Linked DNA regions of Mus musculus: all the other regions are linked to region 2. The links are chromatin contacts, called in public HiChIP or PLAC-seq and promoter capture Hi-C maps. All regions are on one chromosome and are shown on one strand. The core of a region is the stretch at or near the end of the contact, and the rest is flanking DNA. Distances in the headings are between cores, read along the strand shown.

Region 1 (3,054 bases), core at 399-2,898, 480 kb after region 2:
CGTCAGTGCTTGGATTTGTGCAGTGACAGCCATCACCTGAAATTAGCCAAGTTAAACCCGAATAGCTCACCCGACCACAAGTAATGTCTATGAACAGTGAAGGATAAATACTAGATAATGCCGCCTAAAAAATGATCTGAAACGCTGTTGCTGAACACCACTGAACTGAGCGTTTCCAACAGTTCTCCAAGAGGCAGAGAAAACATCGTCATGGTGCTGTCTAAAGATGAGGGAGGGGGTCATTAAGAAACCAAGTGAAGGGGGTGAGGAGCCCGACAGTGGCGATGAGGGCTGTGACTTTTGTTGTTTGTGGGGTTGTTTTTGTTTTTTGAGATAGGGTTTGTCTATGAAGCCCAGGTTGTTCTGGAACTCACTATACACTCCAAGCTGACCTTGAACTCACAGAGATCCACCTGCCTCTGCCTCCTAAGTGCTGGGTTTAAAGGTGTGCACCATAAACAGGCCAAGGAGTGTAATTTTATCTGTACCACTAGAACTTACTATGTAAATGCATATTAAGTGGCACTTATAGCCACTATTTTGACAGATTGTCAACATCTGTTTTCTTAGTTATTATTTAAATAAAGGAGTTTGGGTATAACTTAAAAAAAGTTTTCTGGGGGGTGGCTGCAATCGGAATGTAAAGTGACTAAATAAAATAAATAAATAAGTAAGTGAATGGGGGAAAAACAGCTTTCTGTATTTCTTTGGGAGCTGAATGAATTATTTTGAACTTTCATGAAGCGCATATAAGGCTTTTATTTTACACCTAAGATAATTTTGTAGTATTCGAATCATCAAAGTGTGTGGATGAGACTTATGAAGTCAAAGTTAATCCCTGACTGATTTATTCTAAAAGACATACATACTCACCTGCTCCTGGAGGTTTTTCAAAAGTGTTATCGAACTTGACACGTCTGACTCCAGCACCTCCTACAGATAGGAGGGGACAGTTAAAGGTGATCAATTTCTTACTTTAGGCGATGATGATTGCAGAACGTACTGCCTATCAAACTCCCTCCTTTCCTTCAAAACAGTCGCGACTTTTGGGTCGTTTTCCCCCCGCACAGGGGCAGGCAGCCTCGGCACACAGCCAGTCTCCTCCCACCACACCCCCCCCAATTTACTGGAAAAGACCGGAGATTTCATCGCCAAACTTTACGGCTGCCTTTGCCCCAGCCACATTGTACATGTGACGCTAGCTCTGCTCGGAACATTGTCCCACCTTAAGGCCGGGTCACCGCCCGCCATGGTCACGAGACTCTCCCTACAAAGCTCATTCTGAAGAGTAATTTGGGGTTAGCCTCCTGTCCGGAACCAGCCAACCTGCAGCGTCTGACCCTCCCTCTCATCTGACATACGATACCGCTGTGTCAGAGTGAGCGCATCCCTGAGACAACTCTCATCACTCTCATCATCCATGGTGCCAACGGTTTGCCTCGATCCGTGGAGGCGAAAGGAAACTTTCACAGATTCCTTCCTTTCCGGGAAGAAGCAAGGAGACAGAACTCACCGGAGCCGCCATCTTCGCAAAGCCCACCCTTTCCGGGCCCGAACTTCCTAGGAGCTAGCGTGAGTTCATAGTTTTGATAGACAATCACAGTTTGCAAATTTCAGCCAATGGAAGTAAGAGATCTTTCATTTCCGCTAATCGGAGAGGCGGGACCTCACCTAGCCAATGAAATAAAGAAACTCCCTGAATGTGTCAAACGCAGAGGCGTTCTTAAGGCGTAAAGGTGGGCGGGGACAGAAGCATGTGATTCGTGATTTACAGAGAATGATGGATGCTAATTCCAATAAATATTGTGCAGATTATTGATTGACAGCTAGTGCAACCAGTAGAAAAAAGAAATTAGTTATGCAGCCCGAGAGCTCATTGGCTCCCAGATGCCGCAGAGACAGTCTTTCCACGGCGTTTTCCGTGTAGTGCCAAAACAGACCGCAGGGTGGCGGCTTCCGTCCGTTCTCTGATGCGGCAGGGTTGCTGGGCCGCCATTGGCCCCAGGACTTCCAAGTGCGCCTTTCCTGGTTCTGTGACTGTCCTTGAACAACAGTGGAGCCCTTTTCATCCGTAATTTGGATGGTTGGGATGGAGGAGCGGGAACCCAAGGTTCAGAAACCGTCGGCCGCATCACCGGCCAACCCTCCCCGTGCACGCCTAGGACTCTGCGCAAAGGCCGCATTGCGCCCTGCATTCCTCTCGAGGGAAAAATCGACAGGCGAGGAACCGGCTCAACCTGCGTGCCTTTCTCACTGCTCCACTCGTCCACCGCAGAACGTGGTTAAAACCCTGGCTGTGCATATTTCCTTTGTCCCCGTCATCTTTTCTCAGTATCTTCCAACACGCCCACTCCCTCGCCTCTCACGGGCTGGAGGATTAGGTGGGAGTTATAACTCCCACTCTCCGTCTGCATTACACAATACAGCGCTAGAAAGGTCCTCCTGGCTCGGAGTTTCCTCGCGCAACAGAAGAGCAGACCTGAGCCGGGAAATCCAAAGTGTAGCTTTGGCCTTTAATCCCAGATCTCTTTAGTCAAGAGACAAGCAGAGCTCCATGAGTTTCAAGCCAGTCTGGTCTACATTGTGAGATCCCATCTCAATAAACAAAATGAAAACGGGGCTGGAGCGATGGCTCAGTCAGTGGCCAAGAGCACATATTATTCTTGCAGATGACCAACGTTCCATTCCCAGCACCCAGACAAGACAGCTCACAACTACCTTTAACTCCAGCCCCAGGGGAATTTTAGTTCCTTCTGACTTCCCTATATACAGACATAGGCATACATAAAAGTGATTGTTTTTTTGTTTTTTGTTTTTTGTTTTTTTTTTTTAAGCAAAAAAGAGTAATCCTTTTTCTATCTTGAATTCTGGGTGAAACATTCTAGTTTCTACCTATTTGGGAACTACATAAAATGGGACAGAGGGTTTGCCTGTGATATTTATTTGCTGTTTAAGGTTCATTGGGAGGCGCAGAGCACTGTAAGAACCTACAAGAGTTTTGGTATTTTTCTGTCTTTTAAAAAAAAAAGTTTATTTATTATATGTGTGCGGCAC
Region 2 (2,700 bases), core at 114-2,613:
AGGTGCTCTGGGGTATGAGAATCTGTTTTTTATTATGGCTGCATGCCTGTCTTCTGATGATGGCAGGGAACCGAGTATGGCATTTGTGGGGATAGGAAAGTGTGAATGAGTGCTGGCTTGCATATGAAAGGGGACCGGTGCCAGACAGTTCTTGTGAGGAGGGTGGGGTGAGAGAAGGGTTTAATGTTCCAGTGAGCCCATATCCGTTTTCTGACAGACCCATCCAAGTATTATGTGTGTGTGGTGTGTGTGTGTGTGTGTGTGTGTGTGTGTGTGTGTGTGTGTGTGGTGTGGTGTGGTGTGCATAGATGTGTGCAGTTTCTGTAAGGTGTGTGTACAAACATCTCGTGACTGTGCATGTGTAGGTGTCAGAGATCTCCAGAGTGCAATAGAGCTCTGAGTATCCTTGAGCGTCCTGCTTTCTGCATGGGCTAGCCTGTGCTCCTACCTTTGAGGATCAGGGTTGTGGCAGGGCTGGAGGGTCTGGGGGGGGGTGTAATTAGAGGAAAAACATCTGGGAATCACTGGTCCAGAGAGCTCTTGAGATGTGTGTGGATGGTGGGTGAGGAGAAGGGGGCAGGCTGGGACGGGGGCTGTTGGAAATGAGCCGCAGAAACCTAGCTTTTGGTTTTAGCTTCAGTCGGGGCCTCTGCCTGGACTCCCCTCCTATGCCCCACTGGCCTAGGCGCTAGGGGCCTCTCTAGGGCCAGTTCCGGGGCGGGGCCGGGAGGAGGGAGGGTGTTGAGATAAGCAGCAGTCAGGACCAGGGGCAGCTCCCAACGCCTGGCCCCGCCCGGCGAGGGTGGGAGAAAGCTGGGACTCTCCGGAGGGAAGACTGGATGCTTTGCAGAGGGGTGGGTCAAGAACGCTGAGAATCAGCCCCCAAGAGCGCCAGGGAACTGCTCCTGTCACCAAAGAGCGGGACGGGCGGCTCCGGGACAGGAAGGTTCTGATAGGGTGAGGCGAGTGGGGCAGAGAAGGATGCTCCACGGAAAGCAAAGCTGGGTCTAGAGATTCAGAGGAAGGGACTGCCTAAGAGCGAGGGATGCGTGAGGGGGCGGGAGGCGCCGGGCTGGGGTGTACCGCAGGAAAGCACTGGGTCTCGATGCTCGCGGACCCGGTGTCCGGAGATGAAGGCAACCTCGTACCTTGCAGCTCGCGGGTGAGCTCCACGCTGGCCTTGGCCATGGCGGCCGCCGCTGCTGCTGCCGCCGCCGCCGCTGCTGCTGCAGAGGAGCCGCCGCCGCCGCCGCCTCCCGAGAGGCGCCGCACATGCTAGTCCCGGCTCCGGCAGGGCCCGGCGCTGAGCGCTGCAGTAGCGGCGGAGCCCGCTCCCGTCAGGGGCGGCTGCGCGAGCGCTCCTCCCCCCCGGCTACTGAGCTCTGGGTCTCCCGCCCCTCCCGGAGAGTTGGCCAATGGAGCATGCGCGCTGAGCTTCCGAGCCGCGTGAGACCCCGCGCGCGCTCGCGACGACCCCTCCCGCGGACTACCTCGTGAGAAGCCCGGAGCGCGGCGCCTGGTGTCCGAGCTATCTCAGGGGCGGGGTGCAGCGTTTCTACTGGCGTGCCACCCACGCCTCGGCCACCCGAAGCAGAATTCTTCAATTTCTTTGTTTATGTGCTTCGGTACCCCTCCCCGGGTCATTCTTGTATGGCCCCGCCCTCCCACTCCTTCCAGCTCAGGAACGGTCCAGCTCGTCCTTGCTGACCCTGGAGGGAACTCTGAATCAAGGACGATGCTGCAAAAAGACCTGTCCGAACGTGCGGGAGGGAGTTAGTTCTTCTTCTTCTTCTTCTTTTTTTTTTTTTTTTTTTTTTTTTTTTTGCTCGCTAGTCTAGTCTCGGGGATCCCCGTGGCGTCCTTGGCACCGTCCCTGGGGGTGTGAGGCTAAGAGTAGCACCTGGGAGTTCCCGAGCTACCTCCCCCAACAGCTGGCAAGCAGCTCCGTGGCAGGCAGACGTAACCACCCTTGAGCGGCAAGCTCAGGCCTTGGAGATAGGGAGGAGGGCTAGGGAGAATTCAGAGATCCAGCACTGCTTAGACTTCTCAGATACACTAAGCACCTCACATTGAGAAATAAACACGCACTGATTCAGAGCAACGCGATCATCTTCATTTTATTTGTACCTTATACGTAAATTGTTAATTTCTATCTCTGTTCAGGTCTGTCCCTTCTATCTCTCCTCAAAGTGTCCAGAGGCGAGGATGAGAGGGATTTGATCTTCACTAAAGTAGCCACAGTCTTCTCAGCAAGCCCTTTTCCCACTACCTATCCCCCAGCTTCCCGCCCCCTCCCCAAAGCCGTTTTCAAGGCCATAGCAACAGCAAGGATGCTCATCTGACCACACTTCGACCACAGGGAAAGCAGGAACTTATCACTGGGCAGAACTGATTTTGTGAGGTGAACAAGATGTTAGGTGGTGGCAACGAAGGGCGACAGAGGCAAGGTGGACTGAGCCCGCCCCACACACCTGCCCTGGTAGGCTGTTTCTGGGTCCTCAGAGGCGAGAAGGGGTTCCTCCCCCCACTACTACGGTCTCTCCATTGATGTAACTGGCGTCTTCAGAGCATAAGAAGGAAACTATGCCAGCACAATCCTCTGGCTTGCCTAGCCTGGGAAACAGGAGACAAGGAGAAAGCAATTGTCAAATAGGTTAGCTAGCCTCTCTCATCTGGTTCACAGGACATGAAATTTGCTTA
Region 3 (2,700 bases), core at 134-2,633, 410 kb before region 2:
GAGTCTCCACCCAGCAGATGACTCAGACAGATAAAGACACCCACAGCCAAACAGTAGATGGAGCTGGGGACTCTTATGGAAGAATGTGAGGAAGAATTGCAGCCCCTAAGGGGATAGCAACTTCACAGGAAGACCAATCGAATCAACTAACCTGGACCTTTGGGGCTCTCAGAGACTTAACTACCACCAAAGAACATACATGGGCTGGACCTAGTCCTCCCTGCACATAGGTAGCAGATGTACAGCTTGGTCTTCCTGTGGGTCCCACATAACTGGAGTGGGGGCTATCCCAAAGGCTGTTGCCTGTGTGTGGGATATGTTTTTCTAGCTTGGCAGCCTTGTCTGGCCTCAGTGGGAAAGGATATGCACCAGACACCAAACTTGGTTCTTAAAGTCCCAGAAGACAGTGTGGTTTCTACTCAAGGCAAAAATGCAGCGTTTCTTGTTTGGTTTCAGACCAGGATTATGCCCAGGGACTGAGGCAAATATTTTACATTTTTACATGTTTACAAAGCAGACATGGCCTCCAGATTCTCCCATCATCCCTCAGACCCTACCTGGCATACCTTGCCTCCAACCTTGAAGTTTCCAGACCAGGGGCCTGGCTGCCCTTCCTCAAGAGGCTCTTCCCTATAAAATTCAGACATTTTGTGCTCTCTCCCTACCCCCTCCCCCATCTCTCCTTCTCCCACCCCGTGTCTCTCTCTGCTCGGTCGCCCTTTCTCTCTTTCTCCTCTCCCCCACTCCTCTCCATGGTGAGTCCCCTGGCCTTAATCCTTGGGGCCAGTTAACTCCCAATAAACCTGCCTTTAATGTAAACTAGTCTGGCTTGAATCGGCTCATTTCACCAGCGGTAGAGAAATGCCTATCATTTCTAAAAGGAAGGGAGAAAGAACAGTAATTTTGGCTGGGCGATCAATCAAAATGATCTACAACTGGGCATTAGACTTGGTGAACTATGTGTTCCTGGAGGGCCCTGAAACGGATGAACTGGGAAGCAGGGCACGGGTGGGATGCACGCTTGTGAGAGCCTTAGCTGCGGAAGCAAGGACAAGAGTGCGCACATGAACTGGAGAAGAAACTCTGACACCCTCGAGTCCTGACAGAAGGAGGCAGAACAGTGAGAAAAGATGAAGAAGAATTCCACAGTGCCCGCCCCCTCCCCACGCCCAGCGCTTCGCGGTCTAGAGTTGTTCTTTAGGAGCGGATCCTTTCTGCACTTCGTCCTCCATCTCTTTTGCGTCATCCACCCCTCTTCCCAGAGAAATTTATGGTCCTTCGCTATTACTATAACTCCTTCCGGGTCGGGGGAGGGTGGGGCACACCTAGTACTGAGATTCGCGTGAGGTGAGGCTCGTAGTCGCGTCCGGTGTTTAAATCTCGCGCAGGCGTGCTAGCTCCCTGTCGCTATGCGGGTGCTTGTAGGTGAGGGAGGGCAGAGTGGCGGGCCGGCTTAGGCTGTAGCCGAGAGCTGAGAAAACAGGCCCACAGGGTGCAGTCTCCTAAGCAGGCAACCTAGCCTTGGTTTCCCAGCCCCAAAAGCTGAATCTGTGCGACCCTGTGACTTTTGTCACCTCTGCATCGCGGGGTGGGTTGGAGAGGCCTGATGTCAGATGGGGACCGCACCCAAAGGGGCCGCCAGCAGATGACCTACCGCCACCCCGCTGAGTAAACAGTTTGTGCTCCCCCATCAGGTGGCGGGACGGGATTCATTGGGACAGCCGTAACCCAGCTGCTGAGAGGCAGGGGCCACGAAGTTAAATTGGTCTCCAGACAGCCTGGCCCGGGTCGAATCACGTGGGTAGGTCGAGCTTCTGGAAGGTGGGTGGGAGGGCAATTTGCGCGGGAAGGACAGTACCAGCCGGCACTGTACTTTCTCCCACAGAGTGAACTCAGTGAGTCGGGGCTGCCCCTCTGCGATGTTGTCATCAACCTGGCTGGAGAGAATATCCTCAACCCTCTGCGAAGGTCAACAGGGCCATAAAGCAGTTATCACCTGTACAGGGGGGAGAGAGGGTCGATGCCTGTGACCCGTGCATGGTAGACATAAACTTGTGCAAGTGTCCCCTTAAGCCTTTGGAGCCTGTTATATATCAGCGTCTACTAAAGCCCAGTGTTGTGGATAAAGAGATATAGCCCATGCCTATTGGGGGCCGGGGGAGAGAGTCCTATCTTCTTAGCCACCCCGAGCTATGCATTAAGACAGGCTTAGGACAACAGACTTACTGGGAGGGGAGCCGGATGAGTGGGGAGGATATGGTCTAGGTGCATGTCTGCACTTTTGACCTTTTCTTTCATTTTCTCTGCAGATGGAATGAAACCTTCCAAAAAGAGGTTCTTACGAGCCGCTTGGATACTACCCACTTGCTAGCCAAAGCCATCACCGAAACTGCGCACCCACCTCAGGCTTGGATTCTAGTCACAGGTGTAGGTACGCTCCCAAATCACCAGCCTCTTACATTAACGGAGCCAGGGAGAACAGAGCAAGCAGTTGAGGCACTTGGGGCTTGCACCCGAATCACAGGTCCTTCCCAGGGTCACTGCCTAGGCCTCCAGCCTTGCAGGTTCTTCCTGACCCAGATCTGTACTGTCACAGTCTGGTCTTTATGGGTGTGGAAAGGCAGAATGGGGGTGTGGGGTACTTGGCTAGAGAGCCTTTATTGGGAGCCCTCAGAGAAAGAGGTGTGGTACGGGTCCTAG
Region 4 (2,893 bases), core at 108-2,607, 440 kb after region 2:
ACTGCAGAGAGAAGTACACGCCCACTGTGGCTGTGAATGGCGTCCTTATCCCTCCTTACTCTAGATGGCTTTTGCATGGCTGCTCAAACAGTGTGGTGCCCACTCAACCCCCTTATTGGAATTAGTCAAGGGAGGAGTTGAGGGTCCAGTTTGGAGAAGAGCAGAGGGGAGATGTTCTAGTGAATACTGGCTTTATTCCCTCTGTGAAGGGCAGCGTCATGTGCCACTTTACAACACGGAGCTCCACCCAGCGCATGTGCCCATGACCCCTCTCCCTCATTGCCGCCAAGCGGTATCATGAGCAACTTTCGAGGCTTTGGGTTTGCCGCAGTGCCAGAATCTGAGTCACTGGTCACATGCCAGCACAACACTGCCAAGTGTGGCGGCATCTACTTGGTTGGGTGCCAAGCAGAAGGACCCAGATGGTGATGATGAAAGGGGGGAGGCAAAAGAAAGGCGGGGGAGGAGAGGGAGGCACCAGGGAGAAAAAAATCAGCCACACTTGTAAGAGTGGACAGTACAAACAGGATCCACAAAAGGGGACCCTTCCCGTTTCACAGCTCAGCTTCACACGCAGCCCCTTCCCTCCCCCAACACCTGCAATGCTGGGGACATACAGACCAGGCTAGAGGGTACGGCCATCTTCAGTGGGGAAATGACTGGAGGCCAGGAGGACGGTCAGGGCTCTCCATTCTTCATCCTTGGGGTCTTAGTCATGGCCTGCTTCCTCCATTGTATCCTTGTGCGGTACTCCATCTGTCCTTCATCTCTCCATGCCTAAGAAGTGATGAGAAGGAGGACCTGGCAGGGAAAAAAAAAAAAAAAAACAGTCTATTCTCCCAAATGAAACACCCTTCATCTTCACTATCTAACTCCTGGCAGGACAGCCTTCCCAACCACATTGAGAGGGTCACTGTCACCCTTCCCAATCCACACAACACCACAGCCATGCCAGGCTCCATGGGCAGCACCACTTTCCCTGTTGTCTTCTTCAGTGTTCTCTCACAAAAAGGCCCCACGGCCAGCCCAGACGAGTCCTCCCTGGGTAGTAGTGGCACAGTCCCTCCTCCTACCCCTTCCAGTTTTTCCTGGCACTTCCCCATCTACTCTCTCCACTCTCAGACAGGAGCAGAGGTAACTCCTTCCTTCTCCACACACTTCTCAGAGCCCTAGGGGGGCAGCGGCATCAGCAGCCAGTCCTTCCTTCCTCTCTACCTCCTCGTCCCCTTAGTTCCTGTAACCCCAGACCTGGCACAAGCCTACAGTTGTGATGCCAACAGCTCTTGTGTGCCGCATCTTCCCCCCAGAGCACAAGGACTCCTGTCGCTGCCCCCTCCACTTGTCCCCTCCCATCTCCATGGGCACAAGGGTGGCAGCTGCAGTGCCAATGCCTGCAACCATACAGCATGAAGCAACTCGTGCACCCTCTTCTCCCCTCCGAGGCCCCGCGCTTCTCCCTCTTTATTCCACTCCATCCTTCTGTCCTTCTAGTTGGATGCTACAGTGGCAACCACAATGCCAACCCCCACCCATGCCCAGGAGGCTCACATACAACACATGCGTATGCGTACATGTACATGCGCGCGCACACACACACATACACACACGGCCCCATGAGTGCCAGGCAGCGGTGGCAGACACACAGCAACGCAGTGACTGGTACCCGAGGAGGCAGCCAGATTCGGCACCTGATCCAGCACCCATTTGGGATTGGGTGGTAGGCAGGCAGGCGAAGGGGTGATGGAGGCAGGCGATGGCCTTAGGTTGGCAGCCGATGGAGCTAGGAGAATGGAGGGAACAGATGCTCTTTGCCCAGCCTCCCTCCCTCTCTCTCCCTGAGATCAGTGCCAAGCTGGGGGGATGGGGAGAGGGGAAGATGGGGGAAGGGTGGCATTTGGAGAGCTGGCAGGCGGGGGAAGCTGGGTCCGCCCAAGCTGGGCAGTGCCGGCACTGGCTGCCGCCTCTCCACTCTGCCATCTGTCTCGCTTCTCTCCCCACCCCCTTTCTCTCTTTCTCTTTCTCTTTTTCTCTCTTTCTCCTTCATCCATAGTGAAATGAAAAGAGGAAGACAGAGTCCTCATTCCACCCATCCCAACCTCTGTACCACCCCCGTCTTTCTCCCCACAACTCACCATACCATACCATCACCAAGTCATCTGTGCTCTCTCCTTCTGGCTCGGTCACCTTCTTTCACTCGCCTTCACCCTCATGCCAAAACAGGTGCAATTTAAATATATATATATATATATATATATATGTATATATATATATGTACATTTTATAAATATGTGTATGTATATATACACACACACACACACACACACACACATATATATATATACATTAAAAGGCAACTTAAAATGAAAACTATTTTCTTTGGAATGCCCTGTTCTTCAGAGTCTAGGTCCTCGGTGCCAATATTTATGTGGCAGGCAGAGGGAGGGGACCCTGTCCTCAGCTGGTGCCCATGAATCCCATGCCAGGGAGGAGGGGTGGCTGGGGTGGGGCGGGGGTGGGGTGGGGTACCGGGAGAGCTTTCTTCTTTCTGCGCCTCTGGTTGTTTCTTTCTTTCTTTCTTTCTTTCTTTCTTTCTTTCTTTCTTTCTTTCTTTCTTTCTTTCTTTCTTTCTTTCTTTCTTTCTTTTTTTTTTCGTACTCTTCCACTTCCGGAGTAGATTCAAATAGATCTAGAGTCCTCCCCACCCCCAGCCCCCCCAGCCCCCCAGCCCTGGTCCCCACCCCAGCCCCTCAGCCCTGGTTCCTAGGGCCCCTGCATCCTTCTCGCCCCGCTTTTGATTTTATTCCTCGATCACCCTTTCCGGTTTTGTGTGTGTACGTGTGCGTGCGTGCAAGTGTGCTTGCATCCATGGCAGTGGGCACCGTGCCAACCACCA
Region 5 (2,700 bases), core at 71-2,570, 400 kb after region 2:
ACGCAGCAAGCTTGGGCTCTGGAGACCACTGAGGGTTTACATCATGGGACTATTACTTATCGGCCATGCAATCTTGAGCTGGGAAACCTTATTTTCCTCTAATATAAAATATAAAATAAAGTCCTGTATACTCTGCTTTACAATCTTTTTTTTTTTTCTAAGACAGGGTTTCTCTGTGTAGCTCTGGTTGTCCTAGAACTCATTCTGTAGACCAGGTTGGCCTCAAACTCAGAGACCCACCTGCCTCTGCCTCCCAAGTGCTAGATCAAAGGCGTGTGCCACCACGCGCAGCTTCGCTTCAGAATCTTAAAATTTAGAATATAAAACACTGATGAGCTGTTAAGGAGAAGGAACCAAAGCCTCCCATCTCCCTTCCCAACACTGAGTTAAGAACACAACAACACTGAGAGAAACACTATGAAACTGCTATGAAACAGAATGTTCTAGTAATCAAACGGGGGGGGGGGGGACGATAAGACTAGAAGAAGGGAGTGAAATAGGGATGAACCTCCTGAAGGCTCTGCGAAGCAATAGTGCTTTAAAATAAAACAACACCCAGCACTTGGGAGGTAGAGGCAGAAATCTAGTCTATAAAACGAGTTCTAGACAGCCAAAGCTACCCATAGAAGCCCTGTCTCGAAAAAAAATTTTTTAAATAAAAATAAAACACACTTCTGTAAGCAGGATAAAGAGGAGGGAACAAGAGTTTTAAGGGACCTGCCCTTTTTGCAGGCATAGGGTAGACCTACTGCCTGAGTCAAGGAAGAAGCCTGTGGATATGGACGGTCTGCCCCGCCCTGAGATCTTGGCCCCCACCCAGGTCCCTGCGTCCTGGGACACCGGTTGACTCCGCTAGCTGTCTATAGAGGGCGGACACCTATAGACTACAATTCCCAGTATGCATTGCGGCGGGCGGGTCGCTGCACCTGCTCAGTGGGGCTGCCCCGGGCGCCTGGGTATTGATTATTCCATTGTGTGGGACGCCTTGGCTCCAGCCAGTGAATGAGGCGGAGGAGTGAGGGCTTGAAGGAGGAGGGCGAGGAGGAGGAGGAGGAGACAGGGAGCAAGCCAGTGCCCAGGGTGAATCAATGGAAACCCACTCACGAAGCCGGGAAAACACTTCAGCCGCAGCCAAATAGCATTGATTATTTTCTTTCACTTCCCTCACCGCCGTGAATTTATTTATTTTTCCATCTCCGTCCCTGACGCCCCGGAGCGAGCGCTGAAGGGAGGGAGGAGGAGGGGCAAAAAAGGAATCAACACATCGGAGAAGTCCCTTCCAAGAGCCGCCCCCTCCCCTCCCCGCCTCGCGCTGCTTGGCGGCCGCGGTTCGACTCCCGTCCCTGCTTCCAGCTGAGGTGTAAGTGCATCGATTTCCGATGCTGCTGGGTTGGTGTGTTTTTTTTTTTTCTTTTTTTTTCTTTTTTCTTTTTTCCCCCCTCTTCTCTGCCTCTCACTCTCCTTCCCTTCCATGCTCTTCCGAATCTCGAGATCGAGAAGAGAGGAGGCGCTGGGAGATTGCTACTGGATGGGGACGGAGAGGGACGGGAAGAGGCTGGGGGAGGGGACTCAGACGGACAGACAGCCGGGGAGAAGGGGACAGGAGTACTGGGGAGAAAGGGCGCGCGAGTGGGGATGGGGAAGAGGCAGAGGTGGAAGAAACGGAGAAGGGAAAGATAGGGCCAGCCGGACAGAGGGCAGCGAGAGCCTAGACGTACCGCGCCGAGCTCTACCGGGAGCGGGGTTCCTGGAGGGAAAGGGAGGCCGGGTGAGTGCGAGGGCTCTGAGCTATCAGCCTGGAGGGGCCTGCAGCGCATAGGATCTCAGCTGGCTGAGAGATGGGGGAGAAACCCGGGCGGAAGGGCTGATGGATGGGCTAGCGCGCCGGGGTGCCGTGTGGGAGGGGGAGTGTATATCTTTAATGTTCATTTTTGCCTGAAGTAGGTGAGGGGAGCCCCATTGGCGGCGAAGCATGCCTGCCCTGCTTCTCCTGCCACCCGGACTCTCCATCCGCTCTCATTTTTTGAGCTCTGGACCACGCTTCTCACTGTGCCTGCGCCCCCACTGATCTGTGGTTGTGCCATTTTTCACTTGGCTCCCCACCCCATCTATATCCAGTTCTGTGACAGTGACACCTCTCATCCGAGTGATCCTTTCCGAGTACCCCTGTCCCTGTGTGTCACGCCTAGACTGCCTGACTGGCCATCCACTGCTCTCCCTCAGGGTCTGTCTGTACAACTGTGGCCTTTTCAGCTACTTTGGAGTTTGCTTATCAGCCATGATTGTGGTAGTCTGGGGTCAGGGACCTGAGAAGTGGGGGCATGGAGCCGATGTGCCTCCCCCTGAAGACCCTAGTGCCCTTTCAACGTGGGCACAACAGCCTGCTATTCACCCTGGGCAGGAAAGCCTCGGAACTTCTGACATTGTTGATCCCCTTGTTTGGAGACTTTGGGTCTCCAGTGTGTCCTCTGCTTTTCCAGGGGCTTTCCATCGCCAACCTCATCCATGCTGACTTAATTTTCCTCCCTTCCCCCACTCTGCCATTGTATATACATTTATTATCTCACCAGTTTATTTCACCCTGTTTCCATATCCTTTTATCTGATATGGAATATTCTCCTTGCATATTCTCCATCTTTGTTTCCTTTCCTCCTTAGTCAACCAAAGTTGCTGAGGGTTTTGTTTGCTTGTTTGTTTATC
Region 6 (2,961 bases), core at 256-2,755, 460 kb after region 2:
TCATAATTACACCTTATACGTCATCATACTTTTCTGTAATTTTAAGAGAGAGAGAGAGAGGGCGAGCACTGGGCAATGGGGGAGCATTCTTTTTAGTCCTAGCACTTGGGAGGAAGTCAGATATCTGTGAGTTTGAGGCCAGCCTGATCTACAAAGCTAGTTCCAGGACAGCCAAGGCTACACACACAGAGAAACCTTGTCTTGAAAAATGAAGAGAGAGAGAGAGAGAGAGAGAGAGAGAGAGAGAGAGAGAGAGAGAGAAAGAGACAGAGAGAGAGGGGGGCCAAGGTAGGGGGTTGACGGTTCAGCTCAGGGGTAGCATCTGCTTATAGTGTGTGTAAGTAAGATCATGGGTTTGATCCCTAGCACAAGACAAACATACAACAACTCTCTTCAGAGGATATTTACCACAACTTAAAAATATCGCAGATTCTAGAGCAATGATCCCAGCTCCATAAATGGTGGCATACTAATCAATAAATTTACTAAATAGCGGCTACTATACAATCTTTAGAATTGTGTTGTTTATATTTTGTTTGCTTGCTCGCATCCTTGCTTGCTTGTTTTTTTGTTTTGTTTTTGTTTTGTTTTTTGTTTGTTCGTTCGTTTGTTTGTTTTTGGAGGTCTCACTGTGAACTCTCTTTGTAAACCAAACTAGCCATGAACTTACATTACAGAGGTCATGCTGAGATGAAGGCAATGTGCCACCGCACCTAGCCAATTTGTATCTTCCTAAGGCAGCAGGTTTCTGTCTTCAAGGAGCCACCCATCCAGCTCTGACAGAAGATGATAGAAAGAAGCACCAGGAAAGGGTGATGTAGAAAGAATGAAGCAGGGTAGAGCCCAGATGGCCAAAGTAAGTTAGCCTTTGCCTCTAGGGGACTAGTGGTTGTGTCTCCTTGGGTGCCAACGCCCCTGCCCTCAAGATGCTGTTCATCTTTTGGGACGAATAGGCCTTGCTCTCGATTACTTCTAGTGTAGTATCCCGCTACCTTGCAAAGAGGAATGACACCCTTATTTCCGGCCTAAAGCAGTCCTCTGAAAACTAAACTCAGTTCTTTAGCAGATAGTCAAGCAGCAAGCTATCTCTGGACCGTTTGTCCCAGGCTGTCTGTCGTGTGAGCGCTCAGACACAGCTTCTACCTCTTATCCTGGGGAGGCTCCAGAGACTCCCACTTCTCCGGTGTTAACAATGCTTTTTTTTTTCCCTTTCTAACTCGGCCCGTGAATTCTCCTGTCTTTTCATACATCCCAGGTTTCATTCCAGTCTTAAATTGGTTTCCTGGTCTGCCCTTTATCCCCCATCCCAGTCTTCTCATCTCTGAATCGCTTTGCCTGACTGGACAGGAAGTCTTGCTTTAGTATCCCCATTGTATTCTTTCCCGTAGGAATGTTAATCAGCGAACGGGATTTAATTAATTCAGCAGCTAATTTAAAATGGGAGAGGAAGAGTGGAAGAGGAGGAGGGTAGAGAGAGACGGATCCTACTTCGGAACAGAAGGCACTGCGCGTGGCTCTGGGTTGGCGGGCACCATGCTGTCGCCCTCGTTTACCGCCCCCACCTACACATACAGCCAGCAGGGAAGGGCAAAAGTGGGGAGCGTGGCTGGCAGGGTCTCCACGGACTCATTCGGTCCTGCTGCTGCTTTGGGCTGGAAGAGACAGACAGAAGGAGAAAGCCAGAGAACGGGAAGGATGCAGGCAGCCCCACGTGGCAGGAAGAACTAAGGGGGGGGGATTTATTTGTTTTTTGAAGTTTTTGTTTTTTGAGACAGGGTTTCTCTGTATAGCCCTGGCTGTCCTGGAACTCACTCTGTAGACCAGGCTGGCCTCGAACTCAGAAATCTGCCTGCCTCTGCCTCCCGAGTGCTGGGATTAAGGCGTGAGCCACTATGTCTGGCCTGATTTGATCTCTTTACCACCCAGGGCTTCCTATGAGAGCCAGCAGTGAGGGAATCAAAATTGGAAGCAAGCAAGGAAGGAACTCAAGAGCTACTCAGAGCTGCTTTCTGTTCTCCAGAGCCCACCTGTGAGGCTAACCCAAGGCTGCCGGGTTAGACAAAGCTGTCCCCAGCAAGCCGCCACAGGCTCAGCCAAAGTAGAAACACAGCAATGTTTTCTAAGCTTATACTCTATGCTAGATTTTAAATAGTTATTACCAGTTATCAAAAGCTTAAGAGTGTTTTGGTTTTTTTAAGATTTTATTTACTTACTATATGTAAGTACACTATAGCTGTCTTCAGGCACCCCAGAAGAAGGTATCAGATTTCATTATGAATGGTTGTGAGCTATCACGTGGTTGCTGGGATTTGAACTCAGGGCCTTCGGAAGAGCAGTCAGTGCTCTTAACCACTGAACCATCTCTCCAGCCCCAGGAGTGTTTACTAACATGGCCAGAGTGGTGCATTCTTTAAAAGTTAGGTTAGCACATGGAGACACACACACACACACACACACACACACACACACACACATCCTGACCATGTTTCAAGGCTTTCAGTGACCCAGGGATGAAATGGCCATATTTGTTTGTAAGGAGTAAAGGAAAATGCGACTATCGGAAGACTAGGTACAAATACCAGCCTATGTATGATCTATATGTATGTATGTATGGCCTGTGTATGATCTATATGTATGTATGTATGGCCTATGTATGATCTATATGTATGTATGTATGGCCTGTGTATGATCTATATGTATGTATGTATGGCCTATGAATGAAGGGCAGAAAACAAATTTCATTCAGTTTTAGCTCCCATACCTAAAGCACCTAGAGAACTAATTGAAACTGAAATGATTATTCCAGAATGTCTTAAAGTTGCAAAGTCTCTGTCATTCACTGCAACGAAAAGATTATCAAGCTGGGCATGGTGGCACACGCCTTTAATCCCAGCACTTGGGAGGCAGAGGCAGGTGGATTTCTGAGTTCAAGGACAGCCTGGTCTTCAAAGTGAGTTCCAG
Region 7 (2,700 bases), core at 58-2,557, 440 kb before region 2:
CTTCAGACACTCCAGAAGAGGGCACCAGATCTCGTTACAGATGGTTGTGAGCCACCATGTGGTTGCTGGGAATTGAACTCAGGACCTTTGGAAGAGCAGTCAGTGCTCTTAATCACTGAGCCATCTCTCCAGCCCCGTCATTTCCTTCTTCTCTGTATAGCCCTGGCTGTCCTGGAACTCACTCTGTAGACCAGGCTGGCCTCGAACTCAGATATCCGTCTGCCTCCGCCTCCCGAGTGCTGGGATTAAAGGCGTTAGCCACCACGCCCGGCTGAGAAGATGTTTCTTTATGTCTTCCCAGAAACAGTTCCTACACACACACACACCAGCCAAGATGATAACTCAGAAATAATGCATTCTAGGTAAAATAACAGCTTAGTAGCACACTCAGAAACTTGAACCAATGCAGAGAGTGGTCTCTTGGGAACCAAATGCGCAGTGATGGATGGCAACGGACCCCGTCAACTTCACCAACTGGTAGCCTCTCCTGCTGCTGATTTGCATGTTGTATCCTTACGATTAAATGGCATAAGTCTGCGGTGTGTGGCTTTTGATGATGAAGTGTGTGTCTTCCCAGTCTCCATCCGGGTACAGAGAACGTTCTTCTCACTGTGCGTATCCTGTGTTCTCCCCTGACATAGTCCAGAAGGACTCTGTTCAGATGGTTCAATGGCATCAGGGTACTTCACTATATTAATGGCACGGAGCCCAAAGAGGGGCAGTGTGTGGTCTCTTTGGAGTTTGCAGCTAGCATGTAGCACACTTGGAAATACTAAACTGAACCATTTTCGGGTGCCTCAGATAACTATCAGTTTTCAGAATATCTCCCAAAACAGGAGCAGGTCCTGCATCAGGTTCTGGCTGCTGAGCAGCCTCAGCTCTTGACCAAAGGACACCATAGCTGCCATGGCAAACCGAGGTAGGTTCTCTGAAAGAAGGAAGTCCCTGGGTGAAATACTGTAATAAGGCCATGCCACATGCCGCAGGAAACTACTTACCACAGAGAAGTGAACTCCTGCAACACCAGCAGCCTCTAGTCAATGCTGATTGACCTCAGGACATAACTGGATGTATGAACAGAGCTGCCCATTGTGAGCTGAATATCAGAGCCACCAAATCCCAAGGAGGCACCCTAGCGATCACTGGGAGAGCCTGGCTCTTTTGTCTCCACAACTTTTGGTTCTGCTTGACACCTTCAGGGCCAGGTATACAACCAGGGCTAGACTAAATCTAAAGCTACAGCTTCCACCTGCCATCCCAAGCTTCTCTTGACAAATGTGTGCACAACAGAGAAGTGACCATGCAACCCTGGTCATCACAGAGATGCTGTTGCTACATAACAATGCAATCATGGCTCAGGGTGTAGCAGGACTCCTTCTTGGTGATTCTATGCTTGGTGACAACTATTATGTGAAACTTCTGAAAGCCTATCCTGATAAAGGCACAATGACCTCAGAGATAAAGAGGTCTTTGTTATCCCGATGGATGGCAACCCAAACCAACAGAAGGGCCTGTCAAAGAGGAGGGACAGAAACAGTGCTAACAGAGAAAGATAAAGACTTCAGGATCAACTGTAACAGTACAGAATGCAGCTTGTCCCTATAAAGGTGTTTTGAGATAGTATTTGCATTTTAATTAGTAGATTTTGAAGCATGTTATCCCTTATAATATGGGTGGGCTTAAAGCAAGGGGTGCAGTTCAACAGAGTGGGTTCTCAAGGCTACAACTCGGAGACCCTATCTATGGACCTGGGGAGACGGCTCTGTGGTAAATTATCTGCTGTGCAAGCCTGAGGACTTGGTTGTGGCTTGTTCCTGAGGCCCGAAAGCCCACCCAGGAGCCAACTTTGATGTAATCACAGTAGAGTCTTTATTTACCAGCTTGGGCCTCTTTACCTCCGACCCTAACGAAGCAGGATGGTTTGATGAAAAAGCCTCGAACCCTCATTGGGACAAGATTTTATAGGAAATGGGAGTAAGCAAGTGGGTGTCTAGCCTAGTAAACATATAATTGAATGACTGTTGTAAGCCGACAGGTGGGTACTCTAAAGCAAAACCATGAACACTCACAAATGGTCTGAGAGTATATCTGAAACAGTCAGACTAATGTTTGACTGACTGTTGTTAGGAAGTAACTCTGGGGGATGGGCCAAGGACAAGCCATGGGGTCCTTTCTGGGACTTGGGTGTAGCTTGGGTTCAGCTGCAAGTCAAGTTCTTAAGCTTTTTTTTTTTTTTTTCCTTTTAAGATGGAGGCCAGTCCCAAGATGGAGTGTGTTTGGCCTTGCATTTCCCTGCTTCTCTGGTAACTAGAAGGCCCAATCATTGGACTTCCTGAAGCTCCTGGGCTTTGTTAGGGACTGGTAGTATTAACTAAGCCCATGAAAACAACCAGGAACAGGGCTGTGTTTCCATGACTCAGTTAACTCAGGCCTGGATGTATTGGTGACCTGAAAGGACCTGACCATCATATTTTAGAGGGGGTCACAGTTGTCATTGTCCAATCCTTGTGGTGTCCCTGGGGTTTGGGTAGGGCCCCCATCAGTGGGAGATAGAGGGGAGTCCTGAGGCTGAATTTTCTCCTGTTGGTCGGGGGTCATCTTTAACTATAAATGGGTGTTGTAGGTCTACAATGTAATCACATCGACCTTCAGAGCTGTGAGTGTGGTCAAGATGATAGCATAGGAACCTTTTCAACTAGG

Evidence for each region. Promoter capture Hi-C pulls out the DNA fragments that hold promoters and counts their contacts. HiChIP or PLAC-seq counts read pairs in DNA pulled down with a chosen protein or histone mark. Capture Hi-C pulls out chosen DNA fragments and counts their contacts.
Region 1: a contact with region 2 is called in a promoter capture Hi-C map of pancreatic islet. The contact joins the promoter of Ngdn here to the promoter of Carmil3 in region 2. A contact is called at or near these places in 6 of 39 promoter capture datasets (the HPC-7 cell line, cranial neural crest, embryonic stem cells and 3 more), 5 of 484 Hi-C or Micro-C datasets (cerebellum, embryonic stem cells and palatal mesenchyme), 6 of 115 datasets of contacts at active chromatin or transcription factors (bone marrow-derived macrophages, embryonic hindbrain, embryonic stem cells and 1 more) and 2 of 9 other capture datasets (embryonic stem cells and pancreatic islet).
Region 3: a contact with region 2 is called in a promoter capture Hi-C map of embryonic stem cells, with 4 times the contacts expected there. The contact joins the promoter of Sdr39u1 here to the promoter of Carmil3 in region 2. A contact is called at or near these places in 7 of 39 promoter capture datasets (embryonic stem cells, liver, pre-B cells and 2 more), 2 of 15 datasets of contacts at CTCF or cohesin (embryonic stem cells and large pre-B cells), 4 of 484 Hi-C or Micro-C datasets (the G1E-ER4 cell line, the P5424 cell line, palatal mesenchyme and 1 more), 1 of 115 datasets of contacts at active chromatin or transcription factors (memory CD8 T cells) and 2 of 9 other capture datasets (adipose tissue and liver).
Region 4: a contact with region 2 is called in a promoter capture Hi-C map of hippocampal neurons, with 2.3 times the contacts expected there. The contact joins the enhancer-like site here to the promoter of Carmil3 in region 2. A contact is called at or near these places in 6 of 39 promoter capture datasets (the 3T3-L1 cell line, cranial neural crest, embryonic stem cells and 2 more), 2 of 484 Hi-C or Micro-C datasets (embryonic retina and embryonic stem cells) and 1 of 9 other capture datasets (pancreatic islet).
Region 5: a promoter capture Hi-C map of adipose tissue shows a contact between it and region 2. The contact joins the promoter of Zfhx2 here to the promoter of Carmil3 in region 2. A contact is called at or near these places in 18 of 39 promoter capture datasets (the 3T3-L1 cell line, the C10 cell line, the HPC-7 cell line and 11 more), 2 of 484 Hi-C or Micro-C datasets (cortical neurons and embryonic stem cells), 12 of 115 datasets of contacts at active chromatin or transcription factors (the 230-238 cell line, SST interneurons, T-cell acute lymphoblastic leukemia and 7 more) and 3 of 9 other capture datasets (adipose tissue, liver and pancreatic islet).
Region 6: a contact with region 2 is called in an H3K4me3 HiChIP or PLAC-seq map of embryonic forebrain, with 2.7 times the contacts expected there. The contact joins the enhancer-like site here to the promoter of Carmil3 in region 2. A contact is called at or near these places in 8 of 39 promoter capture datasets (the HPC-7 cell line, cranial neural crest, embryonic stem cells and 3 more), 2 of 484 Hi-C or Micro-C datasets (cerebellum and palatal mesenchyme), 7 of 115 datasets of contacts at active chromatin or transcription factors (astrocytes, embryonic forebrain, embryonic hindbrain and 2 more) and 2 of 9 other capture datasets (embryonic stem cells and pancreatic islet).
Region 7: a contact with region 2 is called in a promoter capture Hi-C map of neutrophils, with 3 times the contacts expected there. The contact joins the enhancer-like site here to the promoter of Carmil3 in region 2. A contact is called at or near these places in 4 of 39 promoter capture datasets (the C10 cell line, embryonic stem cells, neutrophils and 1 more), 1 of 15 datasets of contacts at CTCF or cohesin (embryonic stem cells), 4 of 484 Hi-C or Micro-C datasets (the G1E-ER4 cell line, the P5424 cell line, palatal mesenchyme and 1 more) and 1 of 9 other capture datasets (liver).

What each region holds. Positions count from the first base shown.
Region 1 is chr14:55,014,048-55,017,101 of GRCm38.p6, reverse strand. It overlaps Ngdn (neuroguidin, EIF4E binding protein), which reads right to left and starts at 1,648. Exons shown (of 11, transcript NM_026890.2): 1 at 1,514-1,648; 2 at 874-933; 3 at 1-36. The coding sequence starts at 1,525.
Region 2 is chr14:55,489,732-55,492,431 of GRCm38.p6, reverse strand. It overlaps Carmil3 (capping protein regulator and myosin 1 linker 3), which reads right to left and starts at 1,363. Exons shown (of 40, transcript NM_001374104.1): 1 at 1,149-1,363. The coding sequence starts at 1,188. Dhrs4 (dehydrogenase/reductase (SDR family) member 4) reads right to left here. Exons shown (of 8, transcript NM_001037938.2): 8 at 2,092-2,613. The coding sequence ends at 2,499.
Region 3 is chr14:55,898,915-55,901,614 of GRCm38.p6, reverse strand. Sdr39u1 (short chain dehydrogenase/reductase family 39U, member 1) reads left to right here and starts at 1,383. Exons shown (of 6, transcript NM_001082975.1): 1 at 1,383-1,425; 2 at 1,695-1,801; 3 at 1,886-1,968; 4 at 2,310-2,431. The coding sequence starts at 1,410.
Region 4 is chr14:55,052,790-55,055,682 of GRCm38.p6, reverse strand. No RefSeq gene overlaps it. Among named protein-coding and RNA genes, the nearest start is that of Zfhx2, 38 kb to the left of the region's middle. Within about 2 kb of position 1,357, at least 117 of the 459 cell types and tissues checked have an H3K27ac peak or open chromatin away from gene starts, as enhancers often do. A contact at or near this core is called in hippocampal neurons and pancreatic islet, where this site is marked.
Region 5 is chr14:55,090,668-55,093,367 of GRCm38.p6, reverse strand. Zfhx2 (zinc finger homeobox 2) reads left to right here and starts at 1,320. Exons shown (of 10, transcript NM_001039198.1): 1 at 1,320-1,360.
Region 6 is chr14:55,031,470-55,034,430 of GRCm38.p6, reverse strand. No RefSeq gene overlaps it. Among named protein-coding and RNA genes, the nearest start is that of Ngdn, 17 kb to the right of the region's middle. Within about 2 kb of position 1,505, at least 24 of the 459 cell types and tissues checked have an H3K27ac peak or open chromatin away from gene starts, as enhancers often do. A contact at or near this core is called in embryonic forebrain, forebrain and hippocampal neurons, where this site is marked.
Region 7 is chr14:55,925,313-55,928,012 of GRCm38.p6, reverse strand. No RefSeq gene overlaps it. Among named protein-coding and RNA genes, the nearest start is that of Cma1, 18 kb to the left of the region's middle. Within about 2 kb of position 1,307, at least 20 of the 459 cell types and tissues checked have an H3K27ac peak or open chromatin away from gene starts, as enhancers often do. A contact at or near this core is called in the G1E-ER4 cell line and neutrophils, where this site is marked.